Linked DNA regions of Gasterosteus aculeatus: region 2 is linked to region 1. Evidence: chromatin contacts called from public Hi-C data. All regions are on one chromosome and are shown on one strand. The core of a region is the stretch at or near the end of the contact, and the rest is flanking DNA. Distances in the headings are between cores, read along the strand shown. Region 1 overlaps LOC120822276. Region 2 overlaps dbn1 (drebrin 1).

Evidence for each region. A called contact is a pair of places that touch in the nucleus more often than the background predicts.
Region 2: a contact with region 1 is called in a Hi-C map of skeletal muscle, with 2.7 times the contacts expected there. The contact joins two enhancer-like sites. A contact is called at or near these places in 5 of 6 Hi-C or Micro-C datasets (liver, skeletal muscle, tail fin and 1 more).

The regions. Positions count from the first base shown.
Region 1 is chr7:29,189,267-29,194,514 of fGasAcu3.hap1.1, reverse strand. It overlaps LOC120822276, which reads right to left. Exons shown (of 12, transcript XM_040181829.2): 5 at 5,103-5,248; 6 at 4,863-4,966; 7 at 4,615-4,762; 8 at 2,834-2,886; 9 at 1,910-2,007; 10 at 1,550-1,781; 11 at 542-754; 12 at 1-391. Among protein-coding and RNA genes, the nearest start is that of dbn1, 10 kb to the left of the region's middle. Within about 2 kb of position 2,219, at least 4 of the 9 cell types and tissues checked have open chromatin away from gene starts, as enhancers often do.
Region 2 is chr7:29,247,787-29,253,034 of fGasAcu3.hap1.1, reverse strand. dbn1 (drebrin 1) reads right to left here. Exons shown (of 15, transcript XM_078106884.1): 12 at 3,168-3,317; 13 at 2,613-3,088; 14 at 2,426-2,525; 15 at 1,436-2,276. The coding sequence ends at 2,221. Among protein-coding and RNA genes, the nearest start is that of prr7, 22 kb to the left of the region's middle. Within about 2 kb of position 2,869, at least 1 of the 9 cell types and tissues checked has open chromatin away from gene starts, as enhancers often do.

The DNA of each region.
Region 1 (5,248 bases), core at 970-3,469:
TGTGCTGCTGGTGGAGCGGGTGGGGCTGCGGATGAAGCTGATCCCCGCTGGGATGAGGCGTATTCGGGCTACCGCTTTTGGGCTGGAGTGTGTAGCCGCTCGGGTCCTGAGGCGTCAAGGCCGGGCTCTCCGGGCCTCTCTGGAGGCTGGTGCGGTTCCTTAAGACGTCCAGAGGACAGACGCCCTTGATGGGGCTGAAGCCCCCCAGGGATCCACCCACAAAGTGACGGGGCAGAGTGGAGGGGAGCGCACCCGGAGCAGCAGCCACGGGCTCCACTCGGTCCGGCTTCAGCTCCTTGGGTTTGGGCAGGAAGGGGAGGAAGGGACCGGACATGGGGGAGAGGTCGGGGGTGAGTGGCATGTTGGCTGGGAGGACAGCGGGGTGGACGGGCTGCGGGGACGGAGGAGATGGGGAGAACAAGGAGGTCATGGAGAGCGTTTGTTAATATTCATTCATGTGCATTAGGCTTAAACATCCATCTGATAATAATGATAAACGATTATTCGTCCTGGTGTGGGACCGTGGGGCTTGAGGTGTTACCCTGTGCGCGCTGCTGGCCGTCGGCGCTCCTTCCCCCCGGGCTGGATGCTGCGTGGACTCGCCTGCTGATGCTGCCGCTGCTGCTGCTGCTTTGGCTTTGGCCTGCTGCTGAGCCACCAGCTTGGCCTGAGCGATCAGTGTGGCCTTGTTGCGTGTTCCCGGCGGCCGGCCTCGGCCTCGCTTCACCGCCGCGCCGCCAGCCGGGTTCACCATCTGCTCGGGGAGACCAGGACAGTGACTCGAATGTTGTTGTATTCTGAACATGTTACTTATTGCTGTGTACCGATGGCGTTCAACTCATTGAGTTTACCAGAAAAAAAAAAAAAAAAAAAGAGCAATATCAACACATTTCCCCTCCTTTCTTTGTCTTGGCCGAATTCACAACAGACCGTTACTTTCCGCTGAGTTCATGCAGCGAAATAAAATACCCATTGTTAGGTATTGAGTGATATTAATCATTAGTTGACGTAACAAAAGGTTCGTACTGGGAAGGAAGGCAGATATTTTGCCTTGAAATCCAGCAATGGCCTTGAAGGCGTCTTTGTTTTATTCAAACTGTGTTATTGTGCAGTTCATATATCTGTCAAACTAATTGGGTTTGGTCTGCAGAGCATTTGGGAAGGCTGAGAAGTTCCAAGTCTATTGGCGACGCAAACCGATGATGCCCAGTTCTGTGCTTTTACATCATCCCTGCTGGGGATTGATTTGAGTCATGGGTGAGCAAGTAACTCCCAACCAACAAAATATACTCCTAAAACATGATCACATCATTACTCCAAATACTGCGTAAGATGAAGGGTTTGTCAGCCCTAAGAGTTTCTCATAGTTCTAAATGAAAAATGTTTAATGAGGTTAAAAGATGCACATTGGCAGATTCAAATGAGTTCAGACAGAGATCAAATCCTGGATTTGATCTCTGTCGGGGGAGAATTCCACCACAATCTCTACTTCTACGACGGGAAGAAAGCTTTATAATCAAATGCACGGTTGAGTTGGTCCTTCACTCACAGCACGGGACGCAGCAGCAGGGGCCGTCATCTTCTTGTCCTTGGATTTGAGTCCTGGTTTTCTGCCTCTCTGAAGTGGTTTCCTTCCTCGTATCCCTCTGGGCTTCAGAGGCATCGGGGATTCTGGGATTTTGAATTCTGCTTCTTCTGCTTCGGCTTCTCCTCCATCTCCTCCTCTTCCTCCTCTTCCTCCTCCTCCTGCTCTGAGGTGCTCTTCATAAGGAAGCATCAGCCTGAGACAGACACAGTTGTAGGATTCTAAGTGCTTGTACTTTAACACTTGGACCTTTCGTTTTTTTGCCGGAAGGATTTGTTTATATTCTCAGGACTTTGCACGAGGGGGCGAATGTTTCTGTCGGACCTCTCGTAGTGTCTCCGGGTGCAGGTAGCAGCACTGGTGCTGCCGGGGCATCCTCCCAGCTCGTTATAGACGATCTTCCAGAGTCGGTCCAATGTCACCTACGACACACACACACAATAGAAAATTTAACTATGTGAAAACATGAAAACGGATGAGGAGCAGGTGGGACTGCGATCATTCTTTCAGAATTAGTCTGCGTGGTTGAAAATCCAGTTCGACTTGATGTTTTTCTTTTGGCTGCGTGTGAGTGGTGCAATTTGTGTTGAAACAGTTGCACACATGACACAGTGTGTCATTAGTATTGTTGAGTACCAGGCTGAGCTCAGTACAGAGGAGGAAATGAGCGATTGAACAGGCCTGTTGTTGTGAACAGCGTCGCACTGAGCGGTGTCCCGTCTGCCTGTTTACATTGATGGGAAAGGGGACTTTGTTGTGCGTTTATTCACTGGAGACTGCTGGGAAATGACTGATTAACACAAAGGCAGAACTCCACCGTTTCATTGTGCACAGAAAGATAAAGTTGAATGTTGGCTAATTAAAAAAAGTACAGGCCCCAGCTGTTTTTAATCAATTATTTTACTTTAAGCTGTCTGTACAGAGTTTGATGTAAAAGAAAACATGAGGCTGAATTAGCTTAGCATAAAGTCTGGAAACAGGGAACAGCTCCAAAGGCAGCACAAAATAAAAAACAAACTACTGTAAAGTTCACTCACTAATTTCTTTAAAATTGCACCAAAAAAACATATATTTATTTATATTAATGCTCAGCTAATTGGCTACTGTAGGCAGCTTAATATCCATCTTCCCTACATTAAAGTGCTTTCAATTATTTCATGCAAAATAGAAATCTAAACAATATGAAACTTTTCCCCTAAATGAAGGTTGAAGGGGGTAAATAAAGTGAAAAAGCTCGAGGCGACTCACCCTTTTGTAGCCACCAAGCCGCTTGACCACAGAGTACATGAGGAAGAGGTCAACTAAGGGGAGAGAAGCGGACATGTTTGAACTCGGCAACTGGAAACAAATATGAACCACGGCGGATAAAAGTTGGAACACCGAAAAAAACCCGTTCCATTTAACTAAACAAATGTGTTTGGATAAACCCTGCAAGGTAATTTAAACAAGCACTATTTCATTCTCCCCCCGCTTATAAATATTCAGATGAAAAAGAACCCTCCTGTTTTTAATAAAGGTTTGACTGACGTTGAAATATAATAAAACATTGAAAATCAAATTAAATGTTAATAATCCGCGTGGGTACAAAGAAAAAAAAGGAGGATAACCTCACAGCTGCCATATATTTACATTATCAAACGCTTAAAAGCTTCTGGCAGCAGAGTAAAAGTGTAAATATTTCATATATATTATATAAATAAACATGGATTTGTATTTCTAATAAAGATGTGTTAAAATTTTGAGTTGTCCGCACAATGTATATTTGTAAAATGTAATTTTTTTTTTAACATAATGCAGTTTTATTATCAATGGAGCGTTATTACATTACTAGTACATGTCATTTAGCTGACGCTTTCATCCACAGCAAATTACAATAAGTGCATTTCAACCATAAGGATACAAACTCAGAAGAACAACAAACTAGAAAGTGCAATTTTATCAAATGAGCCGATTTACAACGTGCTATAGATAAGAACCATTACAAGTACAATGTAAATGCTACAATTTGTTAATGTATTTAGTCAATCCACTGTAGTCTGAAGAGGTGTGTCTTTAGTCTGAAGATGTGAAGGCTCTCTGCGGTCCTGGTGTCTCCAGAGAGCTCGTTCCATGATTTAGGAGCAGGACAGCAAAGAGTCGTGATCTAGTCGAGTGTTTTGCTCTCAGTGAGGGAGGGACGAGCAGTTTTGCAGATGCAGAGCGGAGAGTGCGGGTCGGGATGTTTGACCATGTCCTGGATGTAGACTGGACCCGATCCAGTCACAGCATGGTACGTGAGTACCAGTGTTTTGAACTGGATGCGGGCGGCCACCGGAGGAGTGGAGTAGTGTGGGAGAATTTAATGTAATCAAATATTTTCTCTTTAAGGAGAGCAGAGAATATTGAGGTTCAAATACAGAATATTCCTGTAACTTAAAAACCATACAAAAATAAATAAAGTAAAAAAGGTTCCCTGGAAGTGGTTTTAAAAGCGAAGATGTATCATTTTAAATAAGACCTTCTGATGGTAAACTGAGCGAGCGTTTGGCAGCAGGTATAAGACGTCAACCCTGAACAACAAGCATCGTGGAACCGGCCGAGCAGGAAGGACGAGCTGCAGCCATCCGCATTCTGACGCAGTCCCACTTTCAATCGGCTGCTGTTCCTAAAGTTGGTTTCTTGATACCACTTGATTGTTTATATGATTCTATTTTTTTTTTCTTGTCTTTCAGATTTAGGTGATTGGTCTGTAACTTCAGACCTCTTGAGAAACATTTCTAATCTCAACGTGGAAATTGTGGTTGTGTGGCATTTCTTAACTGTCAAGAGCACCTTTCCACAAGAGAAAGAAAGAAAGAAATACAGAAGGAAAGTAAGAACAGAAACGAAACAAAAAAAAATCAGAGATAAACAGAGACCATACGTAACAAAGAATAAAAAACTAAATAGGAAGAAAGACAAATATAAAGGTCAGAAAAGAAGAGCATACAGATGAGAGAGAAAAGGCGAGATAAACAGACTAAAAGGTGAACGAGAATAGAGAGACTCACTCTTCTTGAAGCCGAGGTTGGGGACTTTGTTGATGGGCGAGCCGGAGCGCTCCATGAAGGCGAAGAGCTGGTCCAGGAACAGCTGCTCTTCGGGGTCGGGGAGCCAGCTGCCCTCACAGCCAACCTCCACACTGCCCATCACGTTCTCCTGGGAGGGAAGGACGCAGGCGGATTGAACCACAACCAAACTAACCAAAGATTATCGGTGGCAAATTCCAACTTTGGAACCTAAAAACTTTGTAACAAACCTTCATCTTCTCAATCCAGGACTCCGATTGGCTGGAGTTGGAGTCCTTGCCGTCCCTGCCTCTCCTCTTGCGAGGTCGCCCTCGAAGACTGAGAGAAGGACATCCTGCAGGAAAACAAACAAACAAACAACAAAAACGGGAGTTGAAAAACAGAAAACAAACAGCAGCTGAACTTGATCATTTTATGATGCAAGATGATCAAATGATAAAAAAATATATTTCACTTTAAAAAGCACTCACTGAACTGCCAGGAGAAGCTGGAGCTCTCCAGCGTCGGGTGGTTGAAGGTGTCCCTGCAGTACATCAGCCGGGTGTGGGGCAGCGCCTTCACGCCTCCCAGGGCCAGCAGGTGGGGGTCCTGCAGCACCGGGCCCCTCGCCCCGTGC
Region 2 (5,248 bases), core at 1,620-4,119, 58 kb before region 1:
AGTCTTTGAATCAGGGGAGCAAATGATTCATTGAGCAGTTAATTCATTTGTTTCAATACACAAAACTAGCCATTTCTTTTTTTATATTATAGTGATAACTGTATTTCTCAGATATTTCAATGTTGTTTATTCCTGTCCCTTTTTTTACTAATTCAAATGTTTTTTTTAAATCTGCAAAAAAAACAAAATAAATTCTTACTGGCCAACACACACACACACACACACACACACACACACACACACACACACACACACACACACACACACACACACACACACACACACACACACACACACACACACACAGTATTCAGAGGATCTCACACACACACACTCACACACACAATTATTGCCTAGGAGTTTTAATTTTCTACAGGAATTTACAGCAAAAAAAAAAAAATGAAACTAAGAATATTGCTGCCAATATTTAAAGTTCTGGCAGACATTTTGACAGGTATTGAAATCCACGCGTTCTAGTCTTCAGGCTAAATATTAAACTAAATATTGCATCAATAAAAATAAAATCAATACTGTACTTTTTTTGGATGGCACAGAACAAAAGCAGCCGGGTGGTCAGAGAGGAAAAATCATCATCATCTTTGAAGCACGATTACAATGCAGAGAGGTCGGCCGAGCAATTTATTGTTTTACAGGCTTCTCTTCTTGCACTTCAGCTCCTGCTCATCCGATTCCCCCTCGTACATTTACCCAATAAAACTCTGCAGAAATACGGATATCGTTATTCTGTCCCGGCACGGAGTGACTCTTCGAAGGTGCCGTTCCTTCTAAATTCACCGCAGCCTTGAAGAGGCCGTTCAGGTGTTTTGATTAAATTGGAAGCAGAAGATGCCGAGTTATGATTCCCAGACACTTTTATATGGTCATAGATTACTCACGAGCTCTTGCTGTAAGTGTGAATGGATCCCGAGAGGAACAGAAGTTTGACAGGTTCAGTTTTATTTGTAAATCCCCTCTGGCCCCAAGTTTGCTTCCAGCTGTTTTCATCCCAGCGGAACAATAACGCCAGAAAATGACACAAACACATTTTTTTTGAAGAATAAGGAAAACGCCGGGTTTCCCGTCTCCCAAACCCCCCCCAGAGTGTGAACAGGAGCTGTGCTCATTATAGTCCAAAAATGGCCACCTTACGAAGGGCCTGGTGAAAATGTCTTATTTTAAGCCTTGGAAGAAAGTTTCATACAAGATTAACGCGCTAAACGTGGCTTCATGTTCGTTATATTAAAGCCAAACTCTCCTACAAAAGTACAGGAAAAATATCTACAGTATATTCATCTAGATTGGACGGAGAGCTTTCTTTCTTTTGCTGTGTAAATATATAAGTGGGATGAAAATGATTCGTTCTATAGAAGCGGAGCGGAGGGTTTGATCTACAAGGAGGAAGAAACAGAAATATAAGTGCACTGAAAAAAGCAACCAGATTTACAAGCCATTTAATCTTGAATTCAGTCTTTAAATCATACAAAAGGAGGCGAAAAAAAAAGGAGGAAGCGGAGCCGCCGTTCGGCTGAATAGATTTCTTCAGGGTCCCATCGGCTGTTCACACACCACAATAAATAAAATGTTTCACCCTTTTCCAATAAAGTGAGGGCTAAACACAAGATTAACTGACTTGCACAGGTGACAATTTCTGGATATTTGTATGAGGAAGGCAGCATGGAGGAGGAGGGAGGTGAGAAACAGGTGAGAGAAGAATGAAGTGAAGATATAAGTAACAGCTGTAATGACCCACTGCGTTAGTTTAATGGGGTGTTATTAAAGCACTACAGACTACGCGTGTCGGCTGCCTGTCACACACTGAGCTTCAACGTCGCTAATATGCAGCAGTGCGCTACGGTAATGTGTAATTAATCATTTACACAAAATAAAAACTATTACATGTGCATAGCAAAGAAAAAAGAAATAAATAAAATAACAAACACAGGAAAAAGCCCATAACCGTGACCCTTCAAACCATCTTTAACGATAACTTAAACCCTTTCTTTTTTTCTCTTTTGGCTACTGTTTTGTTTTCCTCTAAAAGACAACACAGAAGTACTTTTGATGCAAGATTCGTTATTATTGTTACATTTTTTTTGCTTGTTTTTGTTTTTTAGAAAAAAAGGGAGACAAAAAAAAAAAATTCAGTTTCTTCATGAAGCGCACTTCCTACTTCCTCCTTCCTCCTGGTCCGGCGGCGGTGGCGTCTGATTGGCTGGTTAGTCAGTCGTCGTCGTCATCGACCACGGGGTCCGTGTCCCAGCATGTAATGTCAATCTCTGAAAACACAAATACGTCTTTTATTCATTTCAATCGAAATGAAGAGCAGCGGATATGAGAATACGACGTCGGCAGTAAAGCACATTCCTCAGAAGTCATGAGGGCAACTGGTGAATACGCTCAAAACTGTAATATTTAAGTATCTCACCAGGTGGCTTGTTATAAAAGACAGGCGCAGGTTTAGCTGAGGACTCCTCTGATTGGCCGAATTCTTCCTCCTGGGATTGGCTGAAGTAGCCCTCACTCGCCTTTAAGAACCGGAGAAAGAAAACTATTAACGACGGAAAAAGACAGAAAGCGTCTTTTTCAAATAGATCCCCGACCAACATTCCGACCTGGGTCCCTTCTTTCAGCAGCGTCTCCCCATTGGTCATCAGCCGCTGTCCGTCCTCCAGCTCCTTCTTGTCCCCGGATGCGTGCTGCAGTGCATGCTGGTAGCTCAGGGTCATCTGGTCAGAGTCCATCACGTCCACGAGGCTGGCGGGGTCGTCTTCGGCGGCGGCGGCGGTGGCCGCGCAGAAGGTGCCGTCCACCATGTCGTCGAAGCTGAGGAGGGGCTGAGGTTTGGCGGCGCCGGGTGGAACGCCGACGTCCCCCATCAGGTCCACCAGATTGGAGGACTGGGAGGACCGGGAGCGGTCGGGGGGAGGGTCAGCGCTCGTGTCCCACAGGTCGACCAGGCTGTCCTGGCCGGACTCCAACACGGAGAAGCCGGAGGAGTCGCGGGCCTGCGGGGCCACGCTCTGCACCGGCTTGGTGGGGGCCGACTCCGGCACCGGCGGCTTCTGCGGTTCCGCTTTGGGCGCCGAATCTGGTGGAGACGATCGCATTTCTGTAACTAGAACACGCGCGGGACGCGTCGGCGACTTGATTTCAGCGTGGACTCTCACCCCACTCGTCTCTGCGGTCCTCCTCCTCCTCCTCCTCCTCCAGGCACAGGTCCTCTTTGATGGACGGGGTGACTAATTTCGGAACGGGCGACACGGCGGCCATGTTGCGCTCTGTGCTTGCTTCACCGTCGTCATCGCCATCATCGTCCCCTGGAGGGACAGAATGGCACAACGTCGAAAAAAGGCGCGGCGAGAAAAAAGTGATCCGCCAAAATCTTCCTTCAGCAAAAAATAATCACACTCAGGAAGCAAATGCAGTGATCATCTTTGGCACCACTCGGCTTTGGCTGTTCATACTGTCCAAACATGCCAGGATTTGGATTTATGAACATGAATATGATTTTAGTAAAGTCTACTGAAAGGCAGACCGAGTAGGATTTCTTAAATGTAAAGCTCCATACAAAGTAATCACTCTTAATCATCACTTGGGACAAGTGAGTGCCGTCTGACTGTCATTTCTGATTTTTTTTTGATTTTTTTTTGGGGCTGCAGCCTCGATAAAAACGCTGCGCCGCCCGGGTGCCGAATTCCAAGCTTGCATTCCGAGAGGACGTGATGCAAACGGCGCAGAGAAATCTGCAGTGAGGCTAAAGGCCCCGGGGTTGAGTATACGTGACGCCAACTAAACATCCTTCTCATTCTGCCTTTAGGGTGTGAGGGGGGTTTATTTGTTGATACATCATGAATCCAGTGAGGCAAGATCAGGTCACCTGACCTCCCAATGACACACACACACACACACAATCGGACTCTTTGTGACTCCAGTTGGCGACGTGACCAAGCCGGACCAACACCTGGATTCCCTTCACATTGTAAGCCTTCTCTCTCTCAAACAATCATCCGACGGATTGCCACGACCTTTGAATCTCAACGCGTGAGACTCGTTCTCGTCTCGTGCGTTGGTCTCGTGCCAAACGGTTGAGGCTGAATTGCAGTGTAAGAGAACCGTGACGGCCGCACACGCGTTGCATCGCCGCGTGACACTTGCCAATTTGACGCCAACGGCACAAACCGAGGACGCAAGAGGACACAAATCGGTGCGTTCCAGGTTAGTTGTAACCAAGACACGAGACACGAGCACCACCAGATCAAACAGCCTCTCTGAGCATTCAGCGTCAGGCCGCTGAAGGCGGATGGACGCGTCGTGGGTCACGGTCACAACGCTGACGACACATCCGGGGACACGCGACTCGTTAGGACAAACACAGACACGGCGACACTCGACTCCACGATGAAAAACGTCACTTTCTCTCAGATGTTTTGGATGATTTCATGCTTGTTGGGAGTCAAACGTCCTGTTCAAAAAAAAAAAAAAAAAAACAGAACGAGATTTCCAACAAGGACGCGAGCGCAATGAGCCACGGATGAGAAAACAACGGTGTCACTTTTGAGGTGTGTGACGCACATCCAGCTCGGCGGCTCACTACTCCTCGTGGTTAAAAGGCCTCTGGAGGCTCTGACTAATTGCTGGAAGTGGTAAATGTTAAAAGAAGCTGCCCACCTGGGGGTCATATGGGGGGCACCCATAACCCATAAGACATGCAATGACACACACAGCAGAAAGCAAAGGAGGTCTGCATGTTTTTGCCCAGTAGCTACATTATTGCTGCAAAAGTGTTGATTTACCCCTTTTTTATGTCCAAATCTTGATGCATTTGGGGAATTCTAAAGGGATGAAACTTAAATGCAACAAAGAGCCAAAATAGAATTCTTGATTATCGGCCTTTCAACGTCATGTTTTGTAAACTTAAGTTCTGGAAGTCTGAGCCTTCTGAAGGCAAAACATAGGAAAAGGTTGCGTTCGGCGCGTGTAGTTAATGGGCTAAAACGTAACATCACCTTTAATGTTCCTTAAACACAATGACGGCTACATCAACTTCACGGAGGTCAAAGGGCAAAGAACCAGTCAAAGGCCCACAAGCGACGGTGGCGACTGACGGACGGCTCGACGGCGTCGCGTTCACACGCAAACACTCACAGTTTGGTCGGGATCGAAAGCCGCAGGAGGAGTGTGTATTTGAGTGTGTGCGCACAGAGGGGGGGGTGGATGGGGGGGGAGCAGATCCCGGATCAGAAGAGGC